2 separate regions of the Mus musculus genome follow, and region 2 is linked to region 1. Evidence: chromatin contacts called from public HiChIP or PLAC-seq data. All regions are on one chromosome and are shown on one strand. The core of a region is the stretch at or near the end of the contact, and the rest is flanking DNA. Distances in the headings are between cores, read along the strand shown.

What was found. HiChIP or PLAC-seq counts read pairs in DNA pulled down with a chosen protein or histone mark.
Region 2: a contact with region 1 is called in an H3K27ac HiChIP or PLAC-seq map of trophoblast stem cells, with 8 read pairs. The contact joins two enhancer-like sites. A contact is called at or near these places in 12 of 39 promoter capture datasets (3T3-L1-derived adipocytes, the C10 cell line, the HPC-7 cell line and 8 more), 1 of 15 datasets of contacts at CTCF or cohesin (CD8 T cells), 11 of 484 Hi-C or Micro-C datasets (LSK cells, Sertoli cells, Th1 cells and 8 more), 33 of 115 datasets of contacts at active chromatin or transcription factors (the 230-238 cell line, CD8 T cells, DN3 thymocytes and 25 more) and 4 of 9 other capture datasets (adipose tissue, embryonic stem cells, liver and 1 more).

The regions. Positions count from the first base shown.
Region 1 is chr2:104,444,216-104,450,772 of GRCm38.p6, reverse strand. It overlaps Hipk3 (homeodomain interacting protein kinase 3), which reads left to right. Exons shown (of 16, transcript NM_010434.2): 3 at 4,138-4,261. Among named protein-coding and RNA genes, the nearest start is that of Mir1902, 19 kb to the right of the region's middle. Within about 2 kb of position 1,387, at least 29 of the 459 cell types and tissues checked have an H3K27ac peak or open chromatin away from gene starts, as enhancers often do. A contact at or near this core is called in liver and trophoblast stem cells, where this site is marked.
Region 2 is chr2:104,599,737-104,606,692 of GRCm38.p6, reverse strand. All of the region lies in intron 1 of Cstf3 (cleavage stimulation factor, 3' pre-RNA, subunit 3), which reads right to left. Among named protein-coding and RNA genes, the nearest start is that of Cstf3, 13 kb to the right of the region's middle. Within about 2 kb of position 1,787, at least 18 of the 459 cell types and tissues checked have an H3K27ac peak or open chromatin away from gene starts, as enhancers often do. A contact at or near this core is called in liver and trophoblast stem cells, where this site is marked.

The DNA.
Region 1 (6,557 bases), core at 138-2,637:
CCCGTTCCCTGCTTCTCTCCCCTCTCTCTTATGTCTTCCCCTTTGTTTGCCCCCCCCCCTTTCTCTTTCTCTGCTGGACTTCTAACCTGGACTTTGCACATGTTAGGTAAGTGCTCTATCACTGAGCTAAGTTAGTACTCAATCTATCATTTTTTTAAAAATTGCCAAGAAGTATACACAGTTTATTGCCCATCATCTGATAAATGGTCACCTAAAATGTATGCAACGGGCTAGGTACTATTTAGCAATAAAAAAGAAATACTAAGAATATAGTACATAAACAAAAGCTGTTGGGATGACCCATACCTTTAGTTCCAGAATTTAGGAGGTAGAGTCAGATGGACTTCGGAGTTCCAGGCCACTCTGGACTGCAGAGCAAAATGGAAGCTGGCTAGCCAGGACTACATAGTCAGACTCTTGAGTACAGGTTACAGAATGCAGGTGATCAGTTTGTTGTGATTCCTCAGGGAAAATAAATGTAGAAAGAGAAGGTTGATGTTCAAAGTTAAGCTAGGTACAAGAGTTAATGAAGCAGAGCTAAGACGTTGGTTACTGAGAACATTATGCCTCTGTCCTAAACACTGTGCTTTAATGGTTGCACAGTTCTGTGACTGTTTTGGAACTCCTCAGGACTGTGCCTGTCTTGTCTGGTTTTTGTCATTGTTGTTTGTTCTTAAAACCTTTCCCATACCTGCCTCTAGCTTAGAAGACCTCTGAATTGAGTGGTTTTAATATTCCCAAAGATTAATAATTTTTTTATCTTGTTTAAATTGGTGTTGTATATCTCAGTTGTCTTTACCCTGTCAAAGTCAGGAAAGCATGCAGGTGCACACACACTCTTATCATGAAGCAGCATAGAGCACACCTGCCTTTTATGTTGAAGAAATCATCATTGCCTTGAGCTTGATCAGACCTGGGCTTAAGTCTGAGGCCTAACACATCAGCATTACGCTTACTTCATTAACACAAAGAAATGAAGATTTCTGCTTGTAAAATCACTCTAGTGGGAGACATCTTCTGACCAGTTCTCCTCCCTGTTCTACTCCTACCCTGGCACCCCAGGACCTCATGCTTGCTAGGAAGGCCTTCTAAGGTTGAACTACATCCATAGCTCAATACTTCTTGATGAAAATACCACCAACACAGATTCAGAGTTTAATAGTGACAGCCCATGGTACCTGCAATTATAGGTATAGTTGTTTCTAGAACTGGACATACTGAACCTAAACCAAGACAGCCCTTTTCCTAACAGCGATGGAATTATTTTGCTAGTAACTCAACATTTGACTTGAACAAGTAGGTAAAAATGGAACAACCCCCCCTGAGATGTTCCATTAATAGCCATCTTTTCTGAGTGACTCTTACTTCACTGCATTCTTATTTGAAGAATTCCAAGCATTCCCTTCCAGTACTCTATCAGTAGTCTACCAGTCCATTCAGAGGTCTGTTCTCACTGAGGAAAATTGCCTTTCAACTTGCCAATTTTCAGTGTTAAGCTGTGTTTTATATCAATATTTCAAGTTTTTAGAAAGACAGAGTATTTGTAATGAACATCAATAGACTTGACTAAAAACACATGGCAGAAAAAGAAACATCATTTTATATATAGATATACTTTGTTTCCATGTGACCTCAACTTTGGCGCTGTAGGGTTTAGATTGGACTCCTGACAGTGTGTAACTACTTATAAAGTGAGCCTTCAGGCTCTGTTGGACTGTTCACTGAATACACTAATTTAATTTGTGACTTGTCTATGTATAATGCACAAAATGATGTTTATGTATGCAGACGTCTGTTTATACAAACGTATATTTCCCAAGCTGGTAAAGGAATTGGAAACAATTTTAATCACTGCAGTGACTTTGTGATGTTCTTACAATGCGTAAGCTTTAAAGTTTGGGTTCTTTAGACTGGGTTTCTGTAGCTCAAAGTGACCTGGGATTCTCTGTGTCCACACTGGTGTTCAACTCATTGTAGTCCTCTTGCTTAAGCCTCCCAAAACTGCATTACAGGTGTGAGCCCCCTCATCTGGCTTAGAGTTTGTTTTGTATTGCAAGAACAGCTAGTAGAAACCTTGTTTCTCTGTCAGGTTCATCTAGGATGTAGGTGCTTTACCGTGTTGCTTCCCTACTTTTACATGTGATGTTGTACATAGAAAATGTATGCCATGGTGAATGACAGACAGCAAGGAAACTGTTTTCCACACAATAGGGCTCGGTCTCGAATGAACTTACAGAGACTGGCAGCAAGTCTATGATCTGCAAAAGTTCAAGCCAGACAAACTCCTTGCTTGGGGAAAGGAAAATGGTGGGCAGAAAGTCCAAATCCTCAGTCAAGAAACTGTTTGTAACTAGTAGTGGCTGGAGTGGCACTGAGCGTGCTGGCCACACTCCAGGACAGGCCCCACGTCCAGGAGGAGTTGGTCAACACAAAACAGACTCCATGGTTTCTCTATTCTTATTTCCCTCCCTCCCTCCCTCCCTCCCTCCCTCCCTCCCTCCCTCCCTCCCTCCCTCCCTCCCTCCCCTCTCTCCCTCCCTCCCTCCCTCCCTCCCTCCCTCCCTCCCTCCCTCCCTCCTTCCTTCCTTCCTTCCTTCCTTCCTTCCTTCCTCCTTTCCTTTTAAGAAGAAGTTGGTTGTATGGATGTGATCTAGAGGTGGAAAACGAATACAGTCTAAATATATTGTATGAAAAATTTGAAAAACATATTAGTAACTAAATAAAATAATTTGGTCACATTAGTTTTGGACTTGGTGAGTGTGTTTGTGTGTGTTGTATATATGTATGCAGGTAAGTGCACATGTGCACTTGTGCCACAGAGCATGTGTGGAGGTCAGAGGGTACTCCCTGGAGTTCCTTCCCTTTTCTTCCCACGTGGAGTTCAGGGACTGAAGTCAGTTTGCCTGCTTGGTGACCTGTTTACCTGTGGAGCTATTTGATTCACCCAGCATTGTTAATACAATCCGCCAATGTGCAATAGGTTCTGAGGCATACATGGTAGAAATGTTCAGTGCTCAGTTCCTAATGTTTGTGAATACTTTGTGTCTGCAGAGGAAAATATCTGTGTAGGGAAAAAGAGAATATGGCAATATGACCAGTTATTCTCAAGTCTTTTAGGGGTAAATATTCATTGTTCTGTCCTTGAAAGTTAAACCCACATATGTGCATACACCTAGGATAACGGTGTGTGATTCCTTTGCTATGCAGCTGTACATGGAGGCTCTGTTAAAGCATGCTAGTTCTCTTCAGAAGGTGGATGGAGGCTCCTGCCACTTTAGACTCCTCATGAGAAAGCCACAGGACATAGTAGCATAATTAATCTGAGAATGAAATATTTTTCCAAATAACTGAAGTGTTAAGATGCATTTTAATTGTTCTATCTTAAACCATATTTTTAAAAAATTAACTTAAAAAACTTTATATTGATATGTATTGGTGTTTTGCCTACATGTAAATGCCTACATGGTATGTGCCTGGTGCTTGTTGAGGCCAGGAGGAGGCATAGGATACCTTTGAACTAGAATTACGGACAGTTGTGACTGCCATGTGGATGTTGGGAATTGAACTATGGAAGAGCAGGCAGTATTCTTAACTACCGAGCCATTTATCTAGCCCATACTTTTACCTTCAAACCTGAATATGCTGCACTTGTCTCTAAGGATGACCAAGGACACAGTTATGTGACTGTTCATTACTGTTATGTTCTGAAGTCACATGGAGGTCTAGACTATTAGCTTCAGGAACTTTGTTTTCATTTGGTCTTAACTTTCACTGCCTGTTTGAGTTCTTTTGATATTACAAATGTTTAATTTTTTGTCAGCTTTCATGTATTATTTCTAATCTGCTGTAGCTTGAAAAGCATGGTGTGTGTTGTTTTGTTTTTTTCAAGCATTAATAGAGATGTTGTTAAGGGAAAGGCTCGTGGGGAAGAGACTTCATTATGGAGCTGTGCTCACGGTCCCTTTACATGACCGAGGGTTAGGATCGGGGTTTGACAAGTTCTCAGCGACATAACTAAACATGATTTTTCTGTCATTTAGAACTTTTCTTAGAATGTCAAATAAAATTCGGTAATTTAAAGTGAAAAGGAACCTGACTTTCTTCTTTTCCTCTCCCCGCGCCCCACCCCACCCCCAGAGCTCCAGAGATTATATTGGGGTTGCCGTTTTGTGAAGCCATAGACATGTGGTCACTGGGATGCGTGATCGCAGAGTTATTCCTTGGATGGCCACTCTACCCAGGAGCCTTGGAGTATGATCAGGTAACAGAACTGAACAGTGATGGAATTGCTAGAAAGGAAGCATAATCTATAGTCTTAGAGCATTGCATGATTCTCCATACACAAAATGTGAAAATCTCCATGAATGTCAAAGCTTAAGAAATTTAAATTCACTTAACATTAGCTCTTGACTTCAAAGCTCTTTTCTAACACTCTGGTGGTAAAGCACGGCCAAGGCAACTTGTAGGAGGAGGGGTTTATCTTGAGCTTAGAGTTCCAGAAAGAGTCCATGATGGCAGGGCAGAGGCAGAGGCAGCAAGTGCTGGAGCTACAGCTGGGGTCTCAGATCTCAACCCACAAACAGGAAGCAGAGAGAGCTGTGCAAAACAGCAAGAGGCTGCTGAAGCTCCAGGTCCACCCCTGTTGACATATTCCCTCCAGCAAGGGCACATACCTTCCTATTCCCCCCAAACATTCACCTACTGAAGACCAAGTATTCCAGTGCCAGAAACTCTTAAGGGGACAGCCTATTCAAACTACCACATTTTTATAAACTAGTTACAACCTACAGACTTCAAACCAATTTTATGAAGTAGTCATCCTATATATAATATAATATTTGGATAATGTTTGTTTGTTTGAGGCAGGTTGTCAGTATGCAGCCCTGTCTTACTTAGCCTTGTGGTAACCCCCCCTCCACCCCCTCCCTCCGTCTTGGGGCTGTGGTAATGTGGTACCCTTCCCCGTGTCTTAGGGCATGTGTCACTTTGCCCAGGCCTGTTTATCATTTATTTATTTTTTGAGACAGGGTCTCTCTATATAACCCTGACTGCCCTGGGATTCACTGTCAGACCAGGTGGGGTTAATTCACAGAGATCTGCCTGCTTCTGCCCCCTCCCAAGTGCTGGGGATTACAGGCGTACACTGCTGTGCCTGGCCTTAGTTCTGGTTTTTATTGTTGATTTTTCTTTATTAAAATGGATGTGAGGGGCTGAAATGATGGCTCAGTGGTTGAGACATGTTCTGCTCTTCTAGAGTACCGAATTTTGTTCCTGGCTCCTACATCAGATGGTTCACAGCTGTCTGTAATTCCAGCCAGAGGAGCCACCATCTACTTCTGCCCTCCACTGGCACCTGTACACACATGCATAGTACACAGTCACATAAATACACATAATTTAAAATAAAACAAATGAAAAAGCATCTGAGTAGTCACTAATTTGGGTGACTTAGCTATTTCTGAGGGGATTCAGTATTATCACTAACATGAGATAATATCATCGACATCTTATCATTTACAGTGTCATTCTACAAGTGAACCTTCTCTTTTAGGTCAGGTTTCTAACTTGTCTGTTTTCCCGCTTTATGTTCTGAAGCCCTCTAAAAGTTTATGTAACAGTTTCTGTCCATCTTCTCTTCAGGTATGTTTTCAGTCAACTTTGGACTTTGATGCAGCCGTTAGACTATTGCTAGTTCTGAAGGACATGGCCATCTAAGCAGAGTCCCACAGTTCCAAGCTGCTGAAGCACCAAGCACAGTCAGCTGCTAGGAACTTAGTTTTAGCTGTGGACTAGTTTGTGCCACGTGTAATCCTGTGGAGCAGGACACCATCTAGTGGCAATTTTAAGTTGACTGGCTGGTGCACTCTGGGTTTGGACAGTGTCTTGAGCAGCTCATGTTAGTCTTATCAGAAGATTTACTCTACTCCCTTCTTTATGTGAAAGAAAGAAAATGAAATTTCCCACACCCAAATGAACAGAACTGTTAGGTTTTTTCTAAAAAACTTGTTTTTTCTAAATCCTGTAATTTTTTTTTTTTTTTTTAAAAGACTAAGCTGTAAGGAAGAACCAAACCAAATTTGGAACAGGTGTTACCTGGTTTAGATGAATAATATTTTCAAATATACATATCTGTATATGTGTATATATGTGTTCTTCTAAAGGACCAGAAGAAAGTCATTATCACAAGGCACCAATTATAGTTTTCATTCAGTTTTTTTTTTTTGTTTTTTTTTTTTTTTTTTTTTTTTTTGGTTTTTCGAGACAGGGTTTCTCTGTGTAGCCCTGGCTGTCCTGGAGCTCACTTTGTAGACCAGGCTGGCCTTGAACTCAGAAATCTGCCTGCCTCTGCCTCCTGAGTGCTGGGATTAAAGGCGTGCTCCACCACGCCTGGCAGAAGTTATTTTTTAAAATATACATATACAAATAAATCCTGTGCATCCTTACTTTGTTCTTAATCTTAGGAAGATTTCACCCTTTTGAGATAGGATTTCACACACTAGCACACAATGGTCTGGATTCACTAGGTGGCTCATGCTGTCCTCAAACTTCAATTATTA
Region 2 (6,956 bases), core at 538-3,037, 160 kb before region 1:
AAAATAGCCTTAACTACTGAAAGATATGAATTTACTTAGAAATAATTTTTATTTATATATTTTGTTTTTTGAGTCAGGATCTCACTCTGTAATCAGGCTGGCACTGAAAGCTGGTGAACCTCATGTCTCAGCCTCCAAAGCACTAAGATTACTGGTATGAGCCACCACACTGGCTTGAAGATATTCTAAGACTTCTGTAATCTAAATCAAAATTACCCTTTACTAATCTATAAGAGCTTTATGACTAGTGTTAAGAAAAGTAACTCCAGCCACATATTAAAACAACTAAAATTTGGTAATGGTAACAAATTAATCACTGAACCAATATGGCCCAAAACTATGGAAATATATGGAAAAACACTAATAGAGATAGCATTTTATATCAGAATGGTGATTTCCAGCAAATGTTAAAAAAAAAAAACAAAAAAGCTGGAATCCATTTTATCAAGATAAAGTCAAATTTCCACTTTTTTGTTCACCAAAATAGTTAATCTTTTTATATTATTTTTAAAAAGCCCCAAAAATAAAAACAAGGGTTAAAAATATTGCTTGTGATAAAAACATATGTTTAGATTTGCAAAACCCTGGGGTCCATCTTTAGTACACACACACAGAACTACACAATATTCTGAGATGCATCTTAAGTTTTTCATAAGCTTTTAAATAAAGTTAACTACATCAAGTTTTAAATTAGTATAAGAAAAACAACACACAGGCGGGCATGGGGTACATAACCTCAGAACTCAGAAGGCAAAGGCAAGAGGATCTTTGTAGGCTTTTGAGACCAGCCTGGTCTACAGGGCAAATTCCAAGCCAGTCAAGGATACAGTTAGACCTTGTCTCTAAAATGAAGTTTTCAGAAGGGCGGGTGTGGGAGGGGAGCACATATGAAAGGGCAGTAGCAGCCACTAAGCTTACTAGCATAAAGTCCAGTCAATAATGTGAAAGCCCACTGACTTAAAAAGAAAACAGAGAGAATGCAGCCAGGTAAATAGTTCAATAGCAGAGTGACTGCCTAGAGTAAAGAAAGCCTGTGTTCACCTGGAACCACTGATGGACAAAGGGCAAATAACTTTTTAAAAACCCAAAACAAATGAAATTTATTCAATGGGATAAATGAAATGTCATATAACTAACTAACACTGATATTCTGAAGCAGACCAAACTGACCAAAATCTAACAAGAATATCTGATGCTGATTTCTAGCAACTTAAACTACTATACAACAATATACAAGAAAACAGTCAGCTACTGGCCTAGTGGCTCATATATAAGACTAATAATTTAAATAGCCATGTCTGAATCAGTCAAATTATGAAATTTGGAGTCACTGAAAACAGTTAAGTATAAGTAGTAACACATTACAATCGCCATTTAGGCTGGCAGGGGGCACATATACATAACATATACTTATTAGGACACCATACCCTTAGAACTCTGAATTTTCACTATCCACGTGAGAAATATTTGCTCAATGCGAAGTATATTCTAGGTGTTATTTGAAGGAGTACCTGCACTTGACAAAGTAGAGAATTCTTTCAAAAGGTTTACTACTTGAAAAAACAATCAAAAAAAATTTAGAGGGGCATGGTGGCTCATAATTGCAATGTTAGAACGGAGGAGGTTAAAAAAATGACAATGCGCTCAAGGACAGCCTGTGCTACAAAGAAAGAATTTGCCTCAAAAAAACAACAAAACAAAACCAAGCAGGCTAGAAATGGCTCAGCAATTAAGAGCAACCGCTGCTTTCAGAGGACCCACATTCCAATCCTTCCGATCCTACACCTACAATCACATGCTTCCCAAATTCCTGTAACTCCAGCTCCAGGGGATCTGACAGTCTCTTCTGGCCTCCCTGGGAACATACCAGGCCACAAAACACATAAATATACACAAAGCAATTAAATAACCAAGAAGTGTTGTTTTGAGGTAACTTTAAAACAGTAATTACAGTCAGGCGTGGTTACACACACCTCTAATCCCCAGGACTTGGAAGGCAGATCTATTATAAGCCCCAGGCTTCAGAAGTAAGACCCCATCATGGGGAGTAGAGTGAACGGAAAATAAAAACAAAGACTGGAAGATTTAAAAAAAAAAAAAAAAAAAAAAGTTCCTAAATGGCCTCAAATCATGGGTTAAAAACAGCCTAAAAGTTGGTTCAGTGGTTAGGAGCTCTTGCAACTCTTACAATGGTTCAAATCCCAGCATCCGTATTGAGCCTCACAACAATTTGTAAGTCTACTTTCAGGAGATCCAATGCCTTCTTCTGATCTTCTTACGCACCAGGCATGCCCATAGTGCACAGAGATACATACACCCAGGCAAAACACCCATAACCACACAGCCACAAAAAACAAAACAAACAAAAACACTTAAAATTAAGTAAGAAGTAGGCACTAAGCAGGCTGGCAATATTGCAAACTTGATAACCTATGCTCAATACCTGGAACCCAGAAAAGTTGTCCTGACTTTTATGCACTCACAATTACATACCATTCACGAGCACCACACATACACACAATAATAATAATAATAATAATGATAATGATAATGATAATACTAAAGCACAAATAAAAGAAGGTTAAGGAAATGGTTGTTCAAAGTTTGTCCTGCTTTGCATTCATGAGGACTGGTGTTCAGACCCCAGCACTCACCTCAAAGGAATAGTTAGCTACTTACAACTAACTTCTTGTAACATTAAGCACAGGCATAGTGTGGCTTATGTGTCACACTATGGAACAAAGGAAAACTCCTGTTTCCTAGGATATGCAAAACAGAGACATGGTGTCATAGACATGACAAGTAAAGTCACAGGCCTTTGTGAGGAAGCTACAACTGTTTTTGCTAAATGGGCATAATCTACTTATCAAAACTGCTCTCTAAATAATTATGGTTTTGCCCAAATATTAGTGCTACTGCCAGGTTTGGTCAGAGAAGCTCCTGTTTGAATGAGCAGTAGTTAATTATCACAGACTCAATAGAGACTAAGGCTGCAACTACACAGCTCAACAAAAGAACATGTAGCCTTGAACATGTGGCAAGCACTTCAGAGACAGAAGCAGTTGCGTCTGAGTTTGAGGCCAGCCTGTTTACACAATTGAATTCCAGAACAGCCAGAACTCCATAGTGCAACCATGTCTCAAAAAAAAAAAAAAGTTCCAAATTCCAGCTTTTGTGTTCAGGCAACACTAGTGCCAAACAAGAAGGGTAGGAGCACTAAACTAAATAAATACAACAAAAGCTAAACTAAATCCCATAGCTCTATCCATCATTTAATTTTCTTTATGAATAACAACTTATATCACAGGTTGGCAAGATAACTCAGCAGGTTAGAGCACTGACTGCTCTTCTGAAGGTCCCGAGTTCAAACCCCAGCAACCACATGGTGGCTCACAACCACCCGTAATGAGATCAGACGCCCTCTTCTGGTGCATCTGAAGACAGCTACAGTGTATTTATAATAAATAAATCTTTCTGAGAGAGCGACTGGGGTTGACCTGAGCAAGCAGAGGTCCTATTCAATTCATCAACCACATGAAGGCTCACAATAATCTGTACAGCTACAGTGTACTCATATACATAAAATAAATACATTAAAAAAAAACAACGTATATTACAATTGACTACAAGAATGAAGGTTATAGTAAGTATATTATGCATTATATTAATTATCGGGTTTCATTATAAGTTATTTTTAGTAATAACTTTGTTGACATGAATCACATGCCATACAATCCACCCTTTTAAAAGTACATTGTTATTTTTTTTCTTTGTTTTGAGACAGCATTTTACTGTATAGCCCAGGCTATACAGTTCAAGACCCACCTACTTCTGCATCCCAAGGAGTACTCACTCTGCCTAGCCAAGATATACAAAGAGACTTCTTACAGATGTAGGCTTTCTCAATCAATGCTTATATTAGAAATTAAAAATGAATTTGAAATATTCAAAGTACTGACCTCAGAAGCCTGGTCTACAGTGTCAATTCCAGGACAGCCAGAGCTAACCAAAAACAAACAAACAAAAAAAACCCTGTCTTGAACCCCCCCTACTCCCGCCAAATCACTATGTATTTTATAAAAATGTACTTTTACAAGAAAAAGATGGCTGTGATTGTTTTATACACAGAACAATCAAATTTAGGTACTGTGCATGTCAGTAAAAACTCTACTACTGAGCTACTCCCCAACCAACAAATTATTTATCTGGGTGATCTTTTAAGCACCTGAGGGGCTGAAGAGATGGTTCGTTAAGAGTCCTGTCTGCTATTCCAGAAAACTTGGGTTCAGTTCCCAGCACGCGGGATGGTGACTCCTAACCATCTCTTAACTCCAGTTCCAGAGGATCCCATGCCTTCTTCTGGCTTCCAAGGGCACCAACACAGACATGGAACCAGCAAACATGCAGACAAAACACTCATAAACATAAAACATTTCTTTTGAAAGAAGGAAAGGAGATGGGTATTGCGACTTAGTAGTAGATAGAACATTTGTCTAGCAAGCTTAAAGCCCATGCTTGAGCCTCGGCTCTCAAGTAAGACAAGTATTTTTTTTTATTTTTTATTTTTTTTAATTTTTTTATTACATATTTTCCTCAATTACATTTCCAATGCTATCCCCAAAGTCCCCCATACCCTCCCCACTTCCCTCCCCACACATTCCCATTTTTTTTTTTGGCCCTGGCGTTCCCCTGTACTGGGGCATATAAAGTTTGCGTGTCCAATGGGTCTCTCTTTCCAGTGATGGCCGACTAGGCCATCTTTTGATACATATGCAGCTAGAGTCAAGAGCTCCGGGGTACTGGCTAGTTCATAATGTTGTTCCACCTATAGGGTTGCAGATCCCTTTAGCTCCTTGGGTATTGTCTCTAGCTCCTCCATTGGGAGCCTTGTGATCCATCCACTAGCTGACTGTGAGCATCCATTTCTGTGTTTGCTAGGCCCCGGCATAGTCTCACAAGAGACAGCTATATCTGGGTCCTTTCAGCAAATTCTTGCTAGTGTATGCAATGGTGTCAGCGTTTGGAAGCTGATTATGGGGTGGATCCCTGGATATGGCAGTCTCTAGATGGTCCATCCTTTTGACACAGCTCCAAACTTTGTTTCTGTAACCCCTTTAATGGTGTTTTGTTCCCAATTCTAAGGAGGGGCATGGTGTCCACACTTCAGTCTTCATTCTTCTTGAGTTTCATGTGTTTAGCAAATTGTATCTTATATCTTGGGTATCCTAAGTTTTGGGCTAATATCCACTTATCAGTGAGTACATATTGTGTGAGTTCCTTTGTGATTGTGTTACCTCACTCAGGATGATGCCCTCCAGGTCCATCCATTTGGCTAGGAATTTCATAAATTCATTCTTTTTAATAGCTGAGTAGTACTCCATTGTGTAAATGTACCACATTTTCTGTATCCATTCCTCTGTTGAGGGGCATCTGGGTTCTTTCCAGCTTCTGGCTATTATAAATAAGGCTGCTATGAACATAGTGGAGCATGTGTCCTTCTTACCGGTTGGGACATCTGGATATATGCCCAGGAGAGGTATTGCTGGATCCTCCGGTAGTACTATGTCCAATTTTCTGAGGAACCGCCAGACGGATTTCCAGAGTGGTTGTACAAGCTTGCAATCCCACCAACAATGGAGGAGTGTTCCTCTTTCTCCACATCCTCGCCAGCATCTGCTGTCACCTGAATTTTTGATCTTAGCCATTCTGACTGGAGTGAGATGGAATCTCAGGGTTGTTTTGATTTGCATTTCCCTGATGATTAAGGATGCTGAACATTTTTTCAGGTGCTTCTCTGGCATTTGGTATTCCTCAAGTGAGAATTCTTTGTTCAGTTCTGAGCCCCATTTTTTAATGGGGTTATTTGATTTTCTGGAGTCCACCTTCTTGAGTTCTTTATATATATAGGATATTAGTCCCCTATCTGATTTAAAAAAACATGTCTTGGGCTGGTGAGATGGCTTATTGGTTAAGAGCACCGACTGCTCTTCCAAAAGTCCTGAGTTCAAATCCCAGCAACCACATGGTGGCTCACAACCATCCGTAACGAAATCTGATGTCCTCTTCTGGAGCGTCTGAAGACAGCTACCGTGTACTTACATATAATTAATTAATTAATTAAAAAACCATGTCTTAATTTATCTTTATTTATGCATATAGATGCTTTCCTTATATGTATTCATGTCTATGTACTGTGTGCATACATCACCCACAGAGGTAAGATGAGGGCATCAGTTCCTCTGGAACTGAAGTTACTGGTGGTTGTTAATTGACATATAGATGCTGAAGGTAACTTGGGGCTGGAGAGATGGCTCAGAAGTTAAGAGCACCGACTGCTCTTCCGAAGGTCCTGAGTTCAAATCCCAGCAACCACATGGTGGCTCACAACCATCTGTAACTCCCTCTTCTGAAGTGTCTGAAGACAGCTACAGTGTACTTACATATATTAAATAAATAAATCTTAAAAAAAAATAAAAAGAATAACTCAGTGCTAAAGCATTTGCCTATGAATGAGGATCTGGGTTTAATTCCCAGCATCATAAAAACAAAAATAAATGAAAATATGCAATTTTTCTGTTTGTACTAGGGAGGTAAAAGAGACAGGAGGACAGAGTTTTTCTCCAAAAAATTATTCAGGGTAAACTGGAGGGGCTGATACATAGGGGGTCTAAGTGAAAAGTGAAATAGAAATTAATTTAGGCAAGCAAATGGGCTCACACCTGTACCCTAACACTTGGGAGACTGAGCAACTCAAAGGCCAGCCTGGGCTATATGTGTACACACAATTTAAAAGAGTGTGAGGCTGGAGAGAAGATCCTGAGTTCAATTCCCAGCAACCACATGGTGGCTCCCAACCATCTGTAATGGGATCTGAAAACAAGAGACTGGCTTCATCTAAGTAATACATATCAAAAATGGGGGGGGGAGCTGTAGAGATGGCTCAGTGGTTAAGAACA